Linked DNA regions of Sus scrofa: region 2 is linked to region 1. Evidence: chromatin contacts called from public HiChIP or PLAC-seq data. All regions are on one chromosome and are shown on one strand. The core of a region is the stretch at or near the end of the contact, and the rest is flanking DNA. Distances in the headings are between cores, read along the strand shown. Region 1 has its middle 210 kb from the start of BCOR. Region 2 overlaps BCOR (BCL-6 corepressor).

Evidence for each region. HiChIP or PLAC-seq counts read pairs in DNA pulled down with a chosen protein or histone mark.
Region 2: an H3K27ac HiChIP or PLAC-seq map of skeletal muscle shows a contact between it and region 1. The contact joins two enhancer-like sites. A contact is called at or near these places in 2 of 47 Hi-C or Micro-C datasets (skeletal muscle and subcutaneous adipose tissue) and 1 of 2 datasets of contacts at active chromatin or transcription factors (skeletal muscle).

Annotation. Positions count from the first base shown.
Region 1 is chrX:35,676,517-35,680,872 of Sscrofa11.1, forward strand. No RefSeq gene overlaps it. Among named protein-coding and RNA genes, the nearest start is that of BCOR, 210 kb to the right of the region's middle. Within about 2 kb of position 2,060, at least 14 of the 83 cell types and tissues checked have an H3K27ac peak or open chromatin away from gene starts, as enhancers often do. A contact at or near this core is called in skeletal muscle, where this site is marked.
Region 2 is chrX:35,823,633-35,828,046 of Sscrofa11.1, forward strand. The region is part of intron 1 of BCOR (BCL-6 corepressor); the gene reads right to left. Among named protein-coding and RNA genes, the nearest start is that of BCOR, 65 kb to the right of the region's middle. Within about 2 kb of position 1,554, at least 50 of the 83 cell types and tissues checked have an H3K27ac peak or open chromatin away from gene starts, as enhancers often do. A contact at or near this core is called in skeletal muscle, where this site is marked.

The sequences.
Region 1 (4,356 bases), core at 810-3,309:
TGGTGTAGGCCGGTGGCTACAGTTCCGATTGGACCCCTAGCCTGGGAACCTCCATATGCCACGGGTACGGCCCTAAAAAGACCAAAAAAAAAAAAAAAGGGAGCTCCAGTAGCTGAGCAATCCCCCCCTCCACCACCCATCCACCCTGGCCATCTTGCCAAGGTTTTACTCCACGGGGACTGGGTGAACGGGCAAAAGGTGACACCCAGTCAGTAGCCCCCGCCTGCACCCCCACCCACACACATTCAGGGGGCCTCACTGGTTCCACGGGAGAGCGTGCTGATACTCTGCTGAGGGGCCCACGTGGCCGGGGAATAGCCTTCTTGGGCAGCCAGACAGCCTGCTGGGAGTGCCAGGTCTCCACCAGCCTGCCAGGAGCCGGTGGCCCAGCACTGGCAGAAGACTCTCACTGCCTGGCCCAGCAAGCTCACGGCAGGAGCAGAAGGGAAGTTAAGGACATTGGAATTCGAGACACCATTTCAATTTGGGCTCGTTTTTTGTTTCCTTCAAGCTAAAATTGTTCAGTTTCCAGCACCTGAGCTCCCAGCAAAAAGGGAACCGTTTCTGTTCAGTGCCCGCCTTCGGAGGGAGGGCGACGGGTGGGGGCGGAGGGTGGGCTGTCCCCCCGGGGCCAGGAGAACCATCTGCCTGTTCACTCTTAGCCCAACAAATGGCCAAAACAAAGCTGAGTTTCTGAGTGACCCCGGCAGCTGAGGGCGGCCAAGGCCAAAGTCCACGGTGGGAAGCCAGATCTCCAACACCCACTAGCTTCCAGGTCAGTGCTGCTTCTTCCTCCCTCTGCAGTCAGCAATAGTACTCGAGGCCAACCAGCCAGATGGAGTCAATCCGAAAGTCAAACTTTCAGAAAAAAACCTTCTCCGTCCTCAAGGTACACATGCAGACTGCCTAACAACCAAAGATCCGAGGGCCATAGTGGACCCCAGACTTGGGAAGCAGCCTGCTGTTCTAAAATGGTCTAAGTTCACTCTGGAGGGCTTCTGGGGCTTTGGCTTCCATGTCCTTCTTGGGGCACCCCTGGGCCTGCCCCTCAGCAAAACTCAACCCTTAAGCACTACGGTTCCTGGTTCTAAAGATAAGCTTGCCTCCCAGTTCTTCCACCTACAAGCTGTGGTCTTTGGGCAAGTGATTTGAGCTCTCTGAACTTCACTTTCTCTTCGGCAAAATGAAGCTAGTAACAATACTGACGTCAGGGTGGCATCTTGAAGCTTGAAGAACAGACACGAAGTGTTCGAAATTTAGCCAAGAATCGGGAGTTCCCATCGTGCGTGGCTCAGTGGTTAACGAATCCGACTAGGAACCATGAGGTTTCAGGTTCAATCCCTGGTCTTGCTCAGTGGGTTAAGGATTCGGCGTTGCCGTGAGCTGTGGTGTAGGTTGCAGACGAGGCTTGGATCCCACGTAGGTCGGCGACTACGGCTCTGATTTGACCCCTAGCCTGGGAACCTCCACATGCCACAGAAGCAGCCCTAGAAACAGCAAAAAGACAAAAAAAAAAAAGAAAGAAAGAAAGAAAGAAAAGAAATTTAGCCAAGTATCTAGTACATAGTACGCCCGTAAGCAATGTTAGTACTTCTGGCTGCACAGGATCCTAGCCTGGCGCAGCCTAGAATTTAGCCTTGAGCTAAAGCTCAAAGGAAGGAGACAGCCGCCAAAGTGAATTCCACTCACTGGCTGATTTTCCAAAAGGCCCTCTGAGTCTACGCATCTTACGCTTTGTCCCTCAAAAGAAGGCAGACCCTTTGCTCACCAGCTCATTCCCCCGTGCCTTCCTTCTGGCTGCACCATCCAGACCTTGCTGGCCCATTTTCCCACCGCCCTTCAGATGGGGGGGCTCTCCCTGGGCCCCCAGCAGGGGGGCGGCCGTCGGCAGGCCACAGCACACACAGGTGACGCTCCAAGGACGCAGTGCTCAGACGCATCTTGAGGGGAACCGCCGTGGTGCTTATTGGCGCCATAAATCACCAACTCTTCTCATCCGGCTGCACCTCCCTGTCCCTGCTCCCTTCCAGCCAAGCTGTCCCCAGGGCCATTCCCCGCCACTCCTCCCCCGCCACCCGCCCTGCATGACTCCCCCCATTCAGGGGCCAGAGCCAAGAGCTCACACACAAGCAAGATGAGTTCAGCTGAGTTTATTTTTTCTCCTTCTAGTTCACAAGTCTGAACTGCCTTTGTTCCAGAACAATGAGGAGTGTCCCGCCTGGGAAGGTGGAAGGGGCCTGGGGCCAGGGGTGGGGCGGGGCGGGGCGGGGTCAGGACCGGGGCTTGGTTGCTCTGCACGCCTTGGACCCGAGCCCTACTGCACGCTGACCGCTGGCCAGCCCTCCTCCGGGCTGGCTTCTGCACCCAGCACATGTTCTCTGTCGCACAATCCACAGCCCTTCGGGAAGCCAGTGGAGCGTTGTTGTTGTCGGCCCTATCACCTGCTGAGTCGCGCAGCCTGCCCACCTACTTGCTTCCTGCATGCAAATCAAGGGTCACCGCTGGGGGGGGTCTCTGCCCTCTAAGGATGCTCCTGCCAGGTGGTCTTCGCCATTTTCTCCAGCAGGCAGAGGCCTTCTCTTGGGTTTCGTCACTTGCGCAGAGGAGACTCTCCAGATGTGTCGTAGAAAACCCCCCAAAAGTAGAGACAAAGTCCCAAACCAGAGCCAAAACGAGGAAGAGGGAAAGGACGGAGGAGATTGTCAGGGCACGAGATTTCATCACATATCTGGAATTGAAGGCCCTCCCAGGTGCACCCGTAAACACATACTCACACAACACAGAACATTCTGGAAGAACTTAACAGTGGTCATCTCTAGATAAAATGGGGTTATGGGTGATTTTGATTTGCCTCCATCTCTCAGCTCCCATGGTGAGCTGTGTGATTTAGGGGAAATCATTATCTATGTTCAGTTTCCTCATCTGTAAAATGGGGTCACAATAGTCCGTGTCTCGGTGTATTGTTGTGAAGTGTCCACGAGATTATCCATATCAAGATCTGAGAGCAAGGTGGTGAGGGAGGGGTGAATTAGGGGGTTGGGATTAATATAAACACACTGCTATATATAAAATAGATCATCAACAAGGACCTTCTGTGTAGCAAAGACAACTATACGCAACATTTTGGAATACCCTGTAAGGGAAAAGAATCTGAAGAAGAAAATATGTAACTGGAGTTCCTGTTATGGCGCAGTGGAAATGAATCCAACTAGGGACCATGAGGTTGAGGGTTCGATTTCTGTCCTCGCTCAGTGGGTGAAGGATCTGGCGTTGCCATGAGCTGTAGTGTAGGTCCCAGATGTGGCTCTGATCCTGAGTTGCCGTGGCTGTGGTATAGGCTGGCAGCTATAGCTCTGATTCAACCCCTAGCCTGGGAACTTCCATATGCTGCAGGTGAGACCCTAGAAAGCAAATATATATATATATATATATATATATATAACTGAACCATTGTGCTGTACGCCTGAAACTAACACAATATTGTAAACCAACTACACTCAAATTAAATAAATATCTGAGAGCAGTGTCAGGCATCAATAGTTGCAGATTCAATAAATACAATTATTGTAATTATTTTTCTTAAATTCCTTGGCCTTTTCCCGGGTGGGGGGTCTGCATTGCTTTTTAAATTTTATAAAAAATTTATTTTTTATTTTTTTGTCTTTTGGCCATTTCTTGGGCTGCTCTCGCGGCATGTGGAGGTACCCAGGCTAAGGGTCGAATTGGAGCCGTAGCCGCCAGCCTATGCCAGACCCACAGCAACTCGGGATCTGAGCCGCATATGCAACCTACACCACAGCTCACGGCAACACCGGCTCCTTAACCCACTGAGCAAGGCCAGGGATCGAACCCGAAACCTCATGGTTCCTAGTCGGATTCGTTAACCACTGAGCCACGATGGGAACTCCTAAATTTTGTAAAAAATGTATGTATATATTTCGTTTGAATTCAAAAAGTAATATGTGCTGCAGTTCCTGGTGGCCTAGTGGGTTAAGGACCTGGTGTTGTCACTGCTGTGGTTCAGGTGGCATGGGCTCAATCCCAGGCCTTGAAACATCTGCATGCCGCAAGTGTGGCCCCCACCCAAAAAATACATAAAATGAAGTGTAACAGACTTTCTAAAAAATAAAAAGGCAAACAAAAAGTAATATGGTCTTATAAAAATTCAAATAATTCCTAGAAAAAAAGGTGAACTCTCACCCTCCTTCTTTTTTTCTTTCTTTCTTTTTTTTTTTTCTGTCTTTTGTCTTTTTAGGCCCACACCCAAGGCATATGAAGGTTCCCAGGCTAGAGAGCTAATCAGAGCCATAGCCACCGGCCTACAGCACACATAGCTCACCGCAACACCGGATCCCG
Region 2 (4,414 bases), core at 304-2,803, 150 kb after region 1:
AGAGAAGAGAGTGGTTCACGTGTGTGGGTTTTATACGAAGGGTTTGTTGGAATCGCTCACCTCCAACTGTATAGCCTCCTTTATAGGGTGAAAAGGCGGAACGTGGGCCCCAGGGGGGGGAAGGGTCAGAAATCTAGGCCTGGAAGCTGGATCCTACTCTACTGGTCGGCTCAGCTACACTCAGTCCCGCAAGCAGGGTGGGGGGACCCTGCAGAGTGGGGGCAGGCCGAGAGAGCCAGGTCCCTCGATGCAGGAGATGCCAAACCTCCCTCCCACGGGTGAGAGCGCAGGTCCCCCTGGCGCGCTCCCCAGCCCAGAGCGCACGCCATGGCTCCGCAATGGAGCTGCTCAGGCGGCAATTTTTTAAGCCTGCAATTAAGCGAGGCGTCGCCGTGTCCTCTGCTAGTGTCGATCCTGTCAGTCGCACATGGCCTTGGTGCTTCGGTCCGAGGCCCCGCGATTAGTCACAGGCTCGCTTCGCTCCTTTCCCTAATCCGCCTCTGCAGGCAGCCTGGGGACGCGGCCGACTTGGCGGGGCTGGCAGAGAGCCACTGTGCGCGGGGCGGGCCGCCTGGCCAGTACCAGCCCCGCTGCGCCCAAGCCGGCGCGGGCCCCGGGGTGCTGGCTTGGGACTTCCTCCCCCTTCGCAGCCCCCAGGCTGGGGCGACGGCGCCCCTCCTCCTCTCGCCCCACTCCCGGGCCTGCGAGATCTATTTGTGTGGTGTCATTTGCATAAAAATAGGACAAGTGTTTCAGTGCGTTCGAACGCGGGAGGCGAAATCCTTATTGATGTGTCTGTGTGGAGCCCTCGGTTGTCGGAGCGGTTTGATTTAGGGTGTTTGTGTTGCCTTCTGCGAGAAATGAGAGGAAATCCTGCGCAACGCCTAGAGCGGCCGGCGCCCTACAGAGCATCCCCCTCTGCACGGCCTGGAACGGTCCACCGCCTGGACCCCGGCGAGCCGAGTCCACAGCGAGCAGGTTGAGGGCCAGGCGGGCGACCCATTATGACTCATAAAACCGGGCGGCCTAATCACCAGCTGCCAACCCGTTTACGTGTGGCGCTTCCCAATGCTCCCTTCGCCGGGCCCGGGCCTCCAGCAGGTTCGCCCTGGACAAGGCTAGAGCCGCTCAGTGGGGGCTAATCGAGTGGCCGCCCGTTCCCGTCGGCAGCTCGGCTTCCCTTCCCGGGCGAACCCCGCTCTCCCGGCCTTTGCGCTGCTCGCCAGCAACTCCTCAGCTTCGACAAATAGCTGGGAGGGCGCCGGCCGCGCGGAGCCAGTAAATCAATCATTAACTCCCCGGCGAGGCCTGGCCAGGGGAGGGAGCGGCGGCCAGAGCCGAGTCTGCGGGGCGAGCGCGAGGCCCCCACCCTGGGTCGGGAACCGTCCACGCTCCAGGGGACAGGGTGCGTGAAAGTGGGTCCCCTCAGGGCCTCAAGAGCCCCTCCAGAAGCCTCCGCCTGCCGGGCCTTTCAAGCCCGCACCTCGCCTCGCCTGGCAGGTCGGGTTACTGTGCGGCCCCCGGGCAGGCTGGAACATTAACGAGCCGCCCCGGGCCTCGGGGCCTGCTCTCCCCAGGAGAGCCTGCCGCACTTGGGCAGGCTTCTCTGATCCGGTCGGGCTCCTCCAGACTCCGGCTTGCCAAGCCAAACCGATCGCGCCCCTGTCGACTAGTCTCCCTACGGCGCCCTCCCCACGGAGCACACCGTGGGGCGGCACGCAGGGGGTTAAAAGCTCCGGTTCGCACTGGCTCCTCGGCAGCGCTGAGGAAACGCTGATCAAAGTGCTTACGGGGAAAGAAACACACACGCGCGCTCGGGCCTGGGTAGAAGAAGGGCGACTGGAGAGACGGCGAGGGAGCCGCCTGCTTCGACCCGCTTCCCACACTCCTGGGAGCGCGGCGGCGGCCCGCGCGATTCTCTCCTCGGAGCTCGGCGCGGCGGGGCCGGGAGGACGGCAGGGAGGGGGAGGAACAAGGGGGCGGGAGGCGAGCCCGGGCTGCGCGCCAAGAGGCCCGGAGCCGCAGATTAGTCACTGCTCGGCTGGGCGCTCACGGGTGCGCCCGGGAACCGGGAGGGCAGGCGTCGGCCCCGCTCCGCCGGGCTCCCGGGGGGCTCGGCGCCGCGGCGCGGGTGCCCCCGCCCCCACCCCCGCGCACGCCCGGCGCGCCTGGATGGACTCCCGGGGGCTCGCGCTGCGGAGATCCACTTGTCAGTTCAAGGGCAGGACAGAAACTCTGCAAGCGGAGTCTTGCGAACAGGAAATTTCTCATTGACAAGGTGCTGCCCCTCCCCCACGCCGGGCTTCAAAACAAAACAAAAACCCGGCGCGAGCGACCAAGGCACCCAGCCTGGGCCCGCCGCGGCCTGCGCTGCTCCGCCGCTTCGGCGACCCCCGCGGGTCGGCCCCGGCCAGGAGAGTGGAGAGCTCGCCGAGCCCCGGGCCCCGAGCGCTGGCGGCCGCCAACAAACAGGCCTGGAAGGCGGGCTGGGCTCGGGCCCCGCCGAGGGCTCCCAGCTGCCACCTCCGGGGCCCGGGCAGGGGCGGCCGCGGAGACCGGGAGGCTCCGCGCCTTCTCGGCTTCTGAGCCTGGCCGAACGCCTTTCGCGAAGCCGGGGGCCGCCGGGTCAGCGGCTCCCCGGAGGCGCGTGGGGGGCGGGGAGGCCGCGCGGCGCCGCCGACTCGGTGAATCCCGCTGCGGGGACCCGGGAGGGCGGCGAGCTCGGCCTGGCAAAGTTCCTGTAGAAACTCCATGTTTAGCAACTCCGGCGGCGTTGCGGGAGGAGGGGGAGAGGAGGGCGCGCGGGGTGTGCCGGGGCGGCCGGCACCCGCCTTTCACTCCGGGGGAGGGAGTCCGGCGCCCCCCCCCCAGCCCAAGGCGAAGTCTGGGGGGCGGGGACGGCCGGGTCCCGGGCGCGTTCTTTTGTGTCTGCCCCTCTCTTTCCTCCACATTCTGAAAGGAAATGTCTAAACCCGTTTCATTTATTGCATGCAGCCAGAAGAAGAAGGCTTCCTTTTTAGGGACCCTGATATTCAGGGTAATTTCGTATTTGACACATGTAAATACTTAGTACTCTCAGGTAAGGTCAAATTATTTATCATCTTAATTTATATTTCAATAGGCCTACAATTTAGAGGCGCGAAATGCCTCCTTATGAATCATTATGGTCTATTAGGGGAAGTAATGTATAAACAGCACTATTTGGGAGGGAATCACTTATGTTGACATTTAAATGGCTCTTCAATAGTTAAAAAGAGAGAGAGAGAGACATTCGAGTGCCTTTGATTAAATATACAATTTACACGACCATCAGCAAAGCCATCAGGAATATAAATTCTTCTTGGGATTTTTATTTATTTATTCCCGCTTTTTAAAAAAGCCTTCTAGGGCAGGCATGCCATTTAATCCCTATGGGAAAACCCACAAATTTCAGGCAAAATATCATTTTCCTCTCCCCCAGCTAATGGTTTATCAGAAACCCAGGGAATCACTGGAAATGTGAGCAAACTCCACCAGCAGGCACCCCAGTGGGATGTTTGTAGATCTTTGTACCTCAGTAACAGAATCAACCACTTTCTAGCAATGTTGCAACTGATTTGGGCAACATAGTAGCTTCCCTGCTGGAGTGGAACCTTCCTGAAGGCCTGTGCCTATCCATTCAACCTGCTGTTCCCATAGCACTCAGCACAGGGCCTCGTACCATTTTAAGACATCCTCCTACACCTGCTAAAATATCACTGGCAGAGGCTCTTCCTGGCTGCCTCCCTCCCCCACCCCCATGCACTCTTTATTGAATTACCCTGTTCTATTCATTCCCTTGAAGCATCTCCCGTCTTTAGAATGCCCTTCCTTGACCCTACCTCTCCTTCTCCAGCTCCCTATTTATCTGTTCTCCAGCACAGCTGTACTTCTCAAAAGAGGCGTCTACATCCATGTAGTATTTCCATTTCCTTACCTTGTCTGCACTCTAAAAATCAGTTTTGTTTTGTTTTGTTTTGTTTTTAAAGGGCCGTACCTGCGGCATAGGGAGGTTCCCAGGCTAGGGGTCGAATCAGAGCTGTAGCTGCCAGCCTACACCACAGCCACAGCAACGCAGGACCGAGCCGCGTCTGCCACCTACACCACAGCTCACGGCAACGCCGGATCCTTAACCCACTGAGCGAGGCCAGGGATGGAACCTGCGTCCTCATGGAATCTGCTAGTCAGATTCCCTTCCCCTGAGCCACAACGGGAACTCCAAAATCAGCTAGTTTTGATATCCTTCTAAGATACGGGGATAAACTGCAGCTTTGTTTGTAACAGCGGAAGGTTAGAAACCACCTAAATGTCCAGCAGTGATAGGTATGGTCCAGGCATACAACAGGAATCTTCTGTAGCTATTTAAAACTAAAGAAGAACTGCTTTGTAGCATTGA